2 separate regions of the Hordeum vulgare genome follow, and region 2 is linked to region 1. A link is a contact called in public Hi-C data. All regions are on one chromosome and are shown on one strand. The core of a region is the stretch at or near the end of the contact, and the rest is flanking DNA. Distances in the headings are between cores, read along the strand shown.

Evidence for each region. A called contact is a pair of places that touch in the nucleus more often than the background predicts.
Region 2: a Hi-C map of leaf shows a contact between it and region 1, with 3 times the contacts expected there. The contact joins the promoter of LOC123407379 here to the promoter of LOC123407426 in region 1. A contact is called at or near these places in 2 of 6 Hi-C or Micro-C datasets (leaf and seedling) and 1 of 1 datasets of contacts at active chromatin or transcription factors (embryo).

Annotation. Positions count from the first base shown.
Region 1 is chr7H:511,021,816-511,027,290 of MorexV3_pseudomolecules_assembly, forward strand. LOC123407426 (serine/threonine protein phosphatase 2A 55 kDa regulatory subunit B alpha isoform) reads right to left here and starts at 1,649. Exons shown (of 14, transcript XM_045100558.1): 1 at 1,273-1,649. The coding sequence starts at 1,423.
Region 2 is chr7H:511,561,983-511,567,451 of MorexV3_pseudomolecules_assembly, forward strand. It overlaps LOC123407379 (protein SHORT ROOT IN SALT MEDIUM 1-like), which reads left to right and starts at 1,556. Exons shown (of 24, transcript XM_045100502.1): 1 at 1,556-1,713; 2 at 1,839-1,989; 3 at 2,120-2,227; 4 at 4,164-4,185; 5 at 4,270-4,460; 6 at 4,555-4,575; 7 at 4,659-4,720; 8 at 4,987-5,469. The coding sequence starts at 1,912.

The DNA of each region.
Region 1 (5,475 bases), core at 399-2,898:
TTCCCATCGTAAGGATTAAAATCTTTAACTGCGTCAAAGTGGATGATCAAATCAACACAAACGGACCAATGCAGCATCTCTATCTCTACATCTACAACTCATAAAAGTAGTGAGTCCTAATTCTTCTAGAGCCACCAAAGTTAGTGAATCCAGAACAACCCACGTCCTATGATCTAATCAATCTATTTAAATCTAAGAGTTGATATTGCTTCCGTGGTCTGCCATCAAATCCAAGGGCTCATATTCCATGTTCTGCCACAGCCCCACGCACGTCCTGCCCAGTCACGTAGCCACGACCTCCCTCACACAATCCTCCCCTAATTAATAGCATACCTAATATCCATGCTAGCGCTAACCAATTAATTATATCCTGACTAATATTAACATGCAACTAAATCATGTCAAATATTAGTGTGCAGTGCAATTAATACATTGCCTAATATTAACGTGCATTGCACATACACGATTACTAGTGGACATATAAAATATTAACAGTGGACAGTTTCTCCCATGCACAGATGGAAAGCATGTATGTCCTGTCAAATACATCCAAATCCGACAAAAGATCAAAGGCACTGTGAGCCCATGCAAAATCATGCTAGAATCATCCTAAATAATCATAAGCTTCTCCCCTTACGTGATCAACACGGTAACATAATTCAGTTCAGGTTGCCACCAAGTCATCATAACCCTTAAGAAGAGCATTAAGCAACACATCTCCTACAACTGTGAATCTACTACAAGAGCTCACGAGCTCCACACCCTCTTAGGACCTTTCCTGCATTCCTCAAATCACATGATCGAAAACCTGTCTTTATGACCGAATTCTTCAAAGTCCAGCTGAGGCCTTGTGTGACAAGGCCGTAAGACCGACGAAAGATTCGGCTTTTAACAAATGAAAAAAAAAATGTTCCCAGCGTGAAGCATATTAACGGCAATACCGACTTGGGCTCCAAAACCTTCTGGCAAGGCGGAAGCTGCTAGCACAGAAGCACACTAGCCACCATAACCATCCATCGACTCCACAAAATACAGCAGAACATATCTGGCGAGCGCATTTTCCTACGAGCCAACGGACCAAGCGCTCCAGTTCCCTAGGCAAAAATAACACCAATCCCACAGGCCACAGCCACCGATCCTTGACCTATCCTCCCGATCCCCGCAGTCCACCAGCACAGTTCTCCGGCGCGACCCGGCCTCAGAGGCCCCACGAATCGAGCGGATCTCGGGGGCGGGAAGCGCGAGCCCGTTGTTGCGCGCGCGCAGACGTACCTTCCTGCACGTCCTCGCCCGCCGCGCGCTCGCCGAAGACCTGCGCGAACCTCCACTCCAGCGATTGCTGCTGCTGCTGCTGCTCCGGGGCCGCCGAGGACGCACCCGCCGCCGCCCCGGGGCGGTCGTCGTCGGAATCTCTGGGATTCATTGCGCCGTGCTCACGCGATCACGCCGCAGGGGCATCGCATCGGGGATCGTGATGGGGGGTAGGAGGTCCTCCCCAGGCGGAGGGCGGCTGGGCGGGCGGTGATGCCGCGGCGGTCGACGGAGATCGAGTCGGGGAGGGGCGGGGTGGGCTCTGCGAGGGAGGAGAGGGGGAAGTGATGTGGGGGAGGGCTCGGTCGAGGTATGTCTCTGTCTCTGGCTGGCCCTCGCGTTCGTGTGTGAGCTTAGCTCTTCTTTCTTTTCTTTTCTTTTCCTTATTATATTCCTCCATCTGACATGGTAAAAAGCGAGCTTGTTCCATGGTAGGAAAATTAGGAGAGCAAGTGTGTCCCTCACATGGTGTAAATATAACAGTTGTTTATGTTAGAAAAAAGAAGAGGTGTCCATGAGAGAAAATGAGAAGCTCGTCAGGGCTTTCTCTGAAGATAGGATTAGGGAGTCAGCCACCCGATGTGATGGTCTCACTTTTCTTGTTTATCAAAAGTTCTAAAATATTGTAAAACGTGATCTTATAGTCTTATTTGAAGATTTTAAAAATAGAACTTTTAGAGTTTTTTTACTAGTACTACCTTCGTCCGGAAATACTTGTCCTAGAGATGAATGTATCTAGATTTATTTTAATTATAGATACTCCCTCCGTTCCTAAATATAAGTCTTTTTAGAGGTTCCACTAGTGGACTACATACGGATGTATATAGACATACTTTAAAGTGTAGATTCACTCATTTTGCTCCGTATGTAGACCCCTAGTGAAATCTCTTAAAAGACTTATATTTAAGAACAGAGGAAGTACATCCATTATATGCATTTTTAGGACAAGTATTTTCAGACGGAGGGAGTATTATTTTACCAGGAGGACTCTTTAGACTTAATTTTGTTATGCCAACTTTATAATTCCAAAAGAGCCTAATGAATTTCTCCTAATAAGTACTAGTACATGGTAATATCTTGAGTGGCCACTTTTTTAACATTTTTGCTAAAGCCAGTATACTAAGAGGTTGAGTTGATGCATTGGTAGCTTTATTGGATTTACCCATACTTCATTTACAAAAGGAAGGTTCGGCTTGGAGAGTATGGTGTGTTCATGTAGTGCACGAAAAAAGAGGAGAACACACATCAGATTACGGAAAAGCCTGAGACAAATTGTATTGGTCCTTTTTAGACAACATGCTTCGACTCGCATGTTTTAGACATATGTGAAGAAATTGAATGATTGTGTTGATTCATAAGGGATTTGTTAGTGTCAGGATTGATACGCAACATACTATCTGTTTTAAAACTGACGAGGGGCTTAGACTTATGGAACCCATGACCATTTTACCTTTAATTCAGCCTTGGCGTCTTTTTCTTCTAAAATACCCAATGGAGCTACTAGACAAGGGCCCAGTTTTTTGAGCTTGTGGCTAGATGTGAAAATAAGTTGCCACTCTCCTAGATTATTTTAGAAGACCAATATATAAAAAAAATAGAAACCTATTAGTTGACTCTTGATTAGTAGGCTTCTAAAATAAAATTTTAGCTTGGGCTTCTAGAATTAGATGGGGAGGTGGCACCTTATTTTCCCAACGAGCAATAAACCCCAAAGGAACTAGCCCAAGGTATGATAATTGGTCTTTCATATGGCTTTTAGCCTTAGGGGTCGGTTTGAAATCTGCATATGATACACTCCTATTCTGGCACAAACATATATAAAAATCTATTGATATTAAAGTGTGTGTATAAGCGGCTCCCTAGGAAGCACATTAATTTTAGTAAGTTTGACTTAGTTCCTATTATTATTGATCGCACTAGTGTGTTGGGAATTTCTCAAATTGGTAGGCGTAGGTTGGGAGATTTTCCTAATAAGTATTTTGGAATTCCTCTCCATTATAATAAGCCGGGAAAAGAACATATGCAACATCTTATAGGCAAAATCCTTAAAGGGGTTGCTAGACAGAGTGATTACTTTCTTTAGGGGAGAGAGAGACTAGCCCACTGAGTTCACAAAAGGGGGTCAATGAAGCCATTAAATTTAGTATGACCAACTGTCTTATGGGATAATTATGAGGGTCATATGAAATGTCGTCTGTATAATTGGGGCTTACTTGGTCAGAGAAAAAGAGTTTGGAGGATTGTGTATTGGTAGTCATAGAGATCTGTTTGTTTGTTAGCATCTTGGATTAGGAGATATCAACTTGACAGATTGAAGGTTTGGAGAGAGGTTGTGGATTTTAATATAGTATTGGAAGTCCAAACTTGTTCTACTATTCTGGATTCAACACTTCCCCTTTTTGGGAAGGGTTATTTGGGTTAGCGGTGGTTGTTGGGTAATGGCAGGTCTAACCATTTTTTGGGGAAGATCAATGGATAGGAGGTGTTAGCCTTGCAATCCTACGTCAGGGTTTGTAGTTCATAAGTAATGAACAAGGGAGAATTGTTAATGATATCTCGGACGGCAACCAAACTTAGATCGACCTTTTGGGTAATATTTTGGGGATTACCTCATGTCTATAATGGGAGGATTCAGTTGCTCTTATTCCAGGGATTCATTTTGTAGACACGAAAGATACTTTAATTTGGAAACTTAACTCTTCAAGTCCATATGATGTGTAATCATTTTGTACTACAATTAATTTCTGAAAAGGACGTGGATGTCGCCTAGAGGGGGGGGGTGAATAGGCGCTTTAAAATAGTTAAGGTTTAGGCTTGAACAAATGCGGAATAAAACTAACGTTTAATATGTCAAGCACAAAACCTACAAACACTAGGCTCACCTATGTGCACCAACAACTTATGCTAAGCAAGATAAACAACTAAGTGATAGCAAGATATATTACAATAAACAATATGTCTATCACAAAGTAAAGTGCATAAGCAAAGGGTTCGGCTAAGAGATAACCGAGGCACGGGGAGACGATGATGTACCCCGAAGTTCACACCCTTGCGGATGCTAATCTCTGTTAGAGCGGTGTGGAGGCACAATGCTCCCCAAGATGCCACTAAGGCCATCGTAATCTCCTCACGCCCTCGCACAATGCAAGATGCCGTGATTCCACTAAGGGACCCTTGAGGGCGGTCACCGAACCCGTACAAATGGCAACCCTTGGGGGCGGTCACCGAACCCGTACACGTGGCAACCCTTGGGGGCGGTTACCGGTACCCGTATAAATTGCTCGGGACAACCTCCACAACCTAATTGTAGACCCCGACGCTTCCCGGAGCTTCACACCACAATGATTGAGCTCCGAGACACCACCAAGCTTCTAGGACGCCAAAGCATCCACGAAGAACAATATCAAGGGTACTAAGTACCAAAGGTAGTAAGCTTCTCAACTTCTCACTTCCACGTATCACCGTGGAGAACTCAAACCGATGCAACTAATGCAATGGCAAGAACACACGAAGTGGTCAAGTCCCTCACACTCAAATCCCTCCACAACAACAAAAGCTATGGAGAAATATGAGAGGAAGAACAAGGAGCTCACAAAGAACTCCAAGATCAAGATCCAAGGGGTTCCCCTCACATAGAGGAGAAAGTGATTGGTGGAGATGTGGATCTAGATCTCCTCTCTCTTTTCCCTCAAGAACAAGCAAGAATCATTGGAGGGATTGAGAGTAATCAAGCTCTAAGAATGTCAACAATGGAGGTAGAACAAGAGCTCAACAGGATAGCTAAGACCAAGGGGGAAGAAGACCCCCTTTATATAGTGGGGGAAGGAATCAGACCGTTACCCCCACTTTCTGCCCGAGCTCCAGCGGTACTACCGCCGGCACTCCAGCGGTACTACCGCTGGCCCCTGGTAGTGCAACGGCACTACCACCGCCAAGAAAGTCTTCGCAAAAAGGTCCGTCCACGAACAACTGCTAGGCAGGCGGTACTAAGCTCCTGGAGCGGTACTACCGCTGACCAGGGGCGGTACTACCGCGAGCCAGCGGTACTACCGCTAGGGCCAGCGGTACTACCGCCAACTCTAGCGGTACTACCGCTAGGTCGAGCGGTACTACCGCTAGGTCCAGCGGTACTACCGCTCGCCACTGAAACAGCCATAACTTTCG
Region 2 (5,469 bases), core at 306-2,805, 540 kb after region 1:
TCTGACAGTTACGTCGCTCGGAATGGCAACCGATTGTAGACGTGACACTTCATATTGTGCCGGGTTGGCAGAGGGGATTGGTGACTAGGCCGGGACGTCTGGTGCTTGTTAACCAGGTCATGAGAGCTAGGGCCACGCACCACCTGATGATTGTTGAGGCGCCCAAATGGGCTTTGGAGAAAGTGGACAAAGGCTGTCGGGCCTTCTTGTGGGCTCGCACATAGGGCATCCATGGCGGCAAATGCGCTGTGTCTTGGGATCGTGTATGTCGGCCAAAGAGGCTAGGAGGACTCGGCGTGATCGACCTGTACAGGCACAGGATTGCCCTCAGATTGCGCTGGGAGTGGTTGCGGCGTACAGATGGCTCTAGGCCTTGGCAAGGTCTTAATCTGGTTCCTGATAAGCAAGTGGCCCATGCCTTTGGCAGCATGGTTAAGTGGAGCTTAGGATCACGATCACAGATTCTGTTCTGGAAAGACAGATGGATAAACGGTGCCACGATCAAGGAAATTGCACCATTAGTGGTGGCTAGAGTGAGAACCCAAGTGGCCAACAAGAGATCGGCAAGAGATGCACTTCAAATGCATGCTTGGACAAATGATATTGTTGGAGATATGTGCACCGAAAGCTTGTCTCAGTTCATCGCGCTCTAGGAGATTCTTATCGATGTGGAGACCGACCCGGGCAGCGAGGATAAACCGATCTGGGCCTGGATTGTGGATGGAACTTACACGTCATCATCGGCTTATAGGATGCTTTGCGAGGGGGGGGGGGGGGTAGGAGATTCCAGTCTTATGCAGATATATGGAAGAGTTGGGCACCCCTGGCTTGCCGGATCTTCATGTGGTTGGCAGTGCAATACCGGCTGTGGACGTTGGATATGAGGGCACGACATGGGTTACAAGACAATACCTCCCCTTGCTACTTGTTTGATCAAGAAAAGGATACAGTCGACCATATCCTTATTCAATGTGTCTTCGCTAGGCAGTTATGGTTCCTTTGCTTCTCTAGGATGTGGCCGGTATCGCACTTGTGCCCAACTCAGCATGACACCTTGGTGGAGTGGTGGCAGGTGGTTCGAAAGCGTATCACCCAGCGCACATGCAAGGGCTTTGACACACTAGTTATGCATGTCAGCTGGAGCCTATGAAAGCAAAGGAACGACAAAGTTTTCGATAGGAGTGCTGTCCTAAACGAAAGGGGCACGGTGAATCTCATTTTCGAGGATCTTACGAACTAGACTATGGCAGGAGCTTCTCGAGTGATCCGTATGATTGAGTAGTACAGTCTAGTTAACTCGGGAGTGGGGGCTGGGTTAGGATCGACCTGTGATGCCTAACTAGCGATGTCGTAATCTCTTATACATAACTTCTGACTTCTAGAAAGCTGAAAAGGTTGTTGTCACTATTATTAACATAAAATATTTTCATTTATTAAATGAATGTATTTTCTTTAGCGGATACCTGAATTATTTTTGGAACCCTATGTCGAGAAGGCCCGGAACGAGTCCCACGAAATGAACACACTTCTCGTTCAGTCCGACATCCTTTAAATAGGAGGATAGCCAAGCCGAGCCGCTCCTACGGAGTCCCACCTCGCCGCCGCCAAACCCTCGCCCTTCTTCCGCCGGAGCCCACCGAGCTCTCCCACTCCAGAAATTCCCCGAGCGGGAGCTCGCCCCCTCCAACGCCGCGTCCTCCTCCAGCTCCACAGGTAGGCCCTAGGCCCCGGCACAAATCTTGTGATTCCACCCATCTCCACCTCGCATCCATGTCTCGGCCGGATTGGTTCTAGTTTGCTCCCTGTTCATGTTGTGATGTCTAGGGTTTGTCTCGCAGGGACTGGTCTTCGGGAGATTCCCATTTGTTCCCGCGACCCCGCGCGCAGCAACCCTAGGCGGGCTCGTCCGCCATGTTTCCGCCGAAAGGTCCCAATCCCTACGGGCAGCAACCGCCGTACGGCGGGCAGCAATCTTACGGCGGCCAAATCGTATGTCTCTCTCAAAAAAAAAAGCGCTGATCTGGTATTTGCTTAGTTGTGTTATGTCCAGATTCGTGGCAGGTTCTCATCTTTTATGTGCGCAAAAACCTGCGCTCTTTTGCCCTACTTTTGTGTGCAGCCTGGTAGCAGTGGATTTGGGGCCTCAGGTGCGGCAGGTGCCCGCGCCGGACAGGCTGCTGCTGGGCAGTATGGAGGGCCTTACGCGTCGGTGTATGGCACACAGCAGGTGGTTAACTAATCGCAATTCACCAACATTTTTCAAAATTGGTTTCAATATACAATTTATTGGCCTCCTAATGCAGTTCATGCTCACTACTGTTACTGTGTAAGTTGCTTTGTCAGTCGTTGTTAATGTGGTGTATGTAGAGGGGGAATCTTTATAGCAAAGGCAAATAATGAAGGTTATTAGCTGCCAGTTTGATGCCTTTGGAATGCAAATGGTAGTAGAACCGCGCAGCTTCATGCTCTCATAAATCTGATGTATCCACATGGACATCTGAGATAAAAGAAAGCACTAGGTTTGGCCAGTGCTGAAGAGGCTGGCCAGGATTATTAGTTCTAGCTCAAATAAAATTATCTAAAATGTTGCTGTGTGAATCCAAGTAAAACTAAGGTGTCCTCCTGGACCTGATTTTTTTTGTTTATCCTTACCCTTATCCACACGAAGAGCAACTAGTATTATATTATCCCGGAAGTGTGCCTATTTTTTTTTTTTTTGGATGTTTAAAAGGTCACTGATTCTGTTAGTCCAGAAAACCTAGGAATTGATAATGGCCCTGTGAGATAATTGTACAAAATGAGAGCCAGATCTCTACTCATCCTGAAAGATAAGTAGCAATGATGCAGCATCTAGCTCATATGCCCCTTTTGAGTGACCCATGCTATCGCCCGTCATAATCTATTGGTTCACACTAGAATATTGCTCTGAAAGATGCCTCACCCAATGTCCAAAACATACTAGTTATGTATGTGTTATGCATCATTCTATATCTTGATAGTGAGGTTTAAGCTTCAGCTTAAAACTGCAAGAATCTGGAGGATTGCAAGTAAAGGTTGCTCTCAAGCCATCTCCACCTTGCCCCTCCCCTGCATAAGTCTGTCAGATCATGTCCAAACTGTTTAGTGGTGTTAAGACTTGTGAGGGTTTTTGCAAACTAGATATATTTCTGATTTTCCACCGCAGATAGGAATCAATGGGCTGATTCTGTAGCACTTATTTACAGCTACATAAGCCCAAGGTCAGCTTTTTGTTCTTGCTGTTTCATTCTTTGTGCCGCATAATTACCAGGTAATTTGATGTCTGTTTCATTTTGTAAGTTCTTCTTGTCTCCCAAATAAGAATATGACAAAATATAATAGATCCCACCAATTACCATTTCATTTACATGAATGCCCCTATCATACTGATTAATGGCAGGATAGAGTAGAATATGGTTTGACCAATTATCATTGTATTTACGATAATGCACTACTAAAATAACTGAGCTTGCACTAGGCATGTCATATTCAATATTTCTGAAAAAAGCAATGCTAGAGCATTTCAGCATCCAGAATTTCACAATATGGGGGCCTCTTTTAGACGAGGAATGCATGTTCATGTGAGTTGTCTATGTTAACTGACTTGGTGTCCTGGCAGTACCTCGAAGCAGAAAACAGAGCAAGTGCTGGAATAATTTGCTGGCTAGTCCACTAAACTGTAGTTGGTAGTCATGTAGTATCGCACATAGCTTATCCGTGTATCAAGGAATCAAATGATCTGGAAAAAGAATACAAAAACTCTTTTAGGTAAATAAGCTTTTCCTGGGATAAACTTATCTTATGTGGCATTAAACTTATATATACTTGCCTTCACATAATATTTGTGCTTTTGTGCATTTTGTCAGATTTAACGTGTTAAGCCATTTTGCCGGTAGTTCGTGAAGAGCGGATACTAGGAAGAGATTTCTGTTAACCAGTCGTGTCTTTTTCTTTTGTTATTTCCGAGTTTGTATTTTTTAGGCCTTGTCTCAATGTTGATCTCAACTCTTTGTTTCAGCTGTATTTGTATGTTGATTACTTTCTTCCATGGTCAGATCTCACCTCCTTTTAGTTTCAAGTGTCACGACTGTTCCATGAGTTCTGTGCATGATATCTTGACTGAATATCTGATTTTTTTTTTGCAGGTTGGGGGACTTGGTAGCAAAGGTCCGGATTCTTCTAGTCTTCCTAGCCTGCCACCTCATACATCTTCACTATCTCAGTCATCCAAGTTCTCGTCTGGATCTGCAGGGTCTAACTTGCCAAGACCAAATGATGACTATATGGCTGTGCGTGGATATGCACAGAAGCTAGACCAGTATGGTACTGATTACACATCAGAGAGAAGAATGTATGGTGAACACTCAGCTAATCTTGGCAGGAGGGATGGCCTTACTGATTTGGATAGAAGATATCCTGATCATATACCTGCAGCCCATCAGGTATATAATGTGTGCTCACTTTTTTTGGGGGTTTTCCCCTTAATTTAGTTAATTTAGCAAACATAATCTTATGACCACATTTTTTATATCTCAGATTCATGACCGTGTGGAGCAGGTAGCATTCGTCTTTCCCTTACAAAACTATGGTCTGCTCTCTGTTATGGCCTATAATTATGTCTATTCTGTTAATCTTTTCAGGGTTCAACAATGCGCCACCAGCCACTTCTGAAAGCTCAGCTGCCGCCTGTGTCTGATATGAGGTACGTTAGCTCACAGCCAGGTCACTTATATTGTTCAGGTTTTCTATCCACATGGTAGACCATAGTCACTCTCAGTTTAAAAAGTGCATCAAATGAACGACTATGTGCATGTTCCAAACATCTCTGCTTAGGACTAAATTTTGTTAGTTATTTTAATTAATGTACCTCACCGGCCCTTTTGGAAAGCTAAATTAGCGATCCTTTGTGTGTTTATCACTGCAAAAAAACATAGCACATGCACTGAGTAAAATATGCATTTCTGGCAGACAAGCCGATTACTTTGCAGGAAGGTCCGCTCCAATCCATCAAGAATCTCAGGAAATTAGTACATATGGAAGGGCTGAAGCTGACCATCGCAACTTGTCCATTCTTGGGAATGTTCCATATGGAGGACAACAAACATCTTCATTGTTGGGAGGCGCCCCTAGGACAAACATTGATAGTCTTGGCTATGGGCAAGGATCATCAAGCAGTGGTTATGGGATGGGTCTGCCCCCGGGGCGTGACTATGCCTCGGGGAAAGGCCTTCTCCATCCATCTTCAGATTCTGATTACCGTGACAACATCTTACCCCGTGCACGTCCAGGCATCTCCATGGTTGATGAACGTGCAATTGACCGGGTTGGTTATCGTCGTGAGCTGGATCTAAGAGATGAGGAACGTCGAAGGGATATGCTACTTGAAAGGGAGAAGGAGCTTGAACGGGAGCGGGAACGGGAGCTGCGAGACCTTCGAGACCGTGAAAGAGA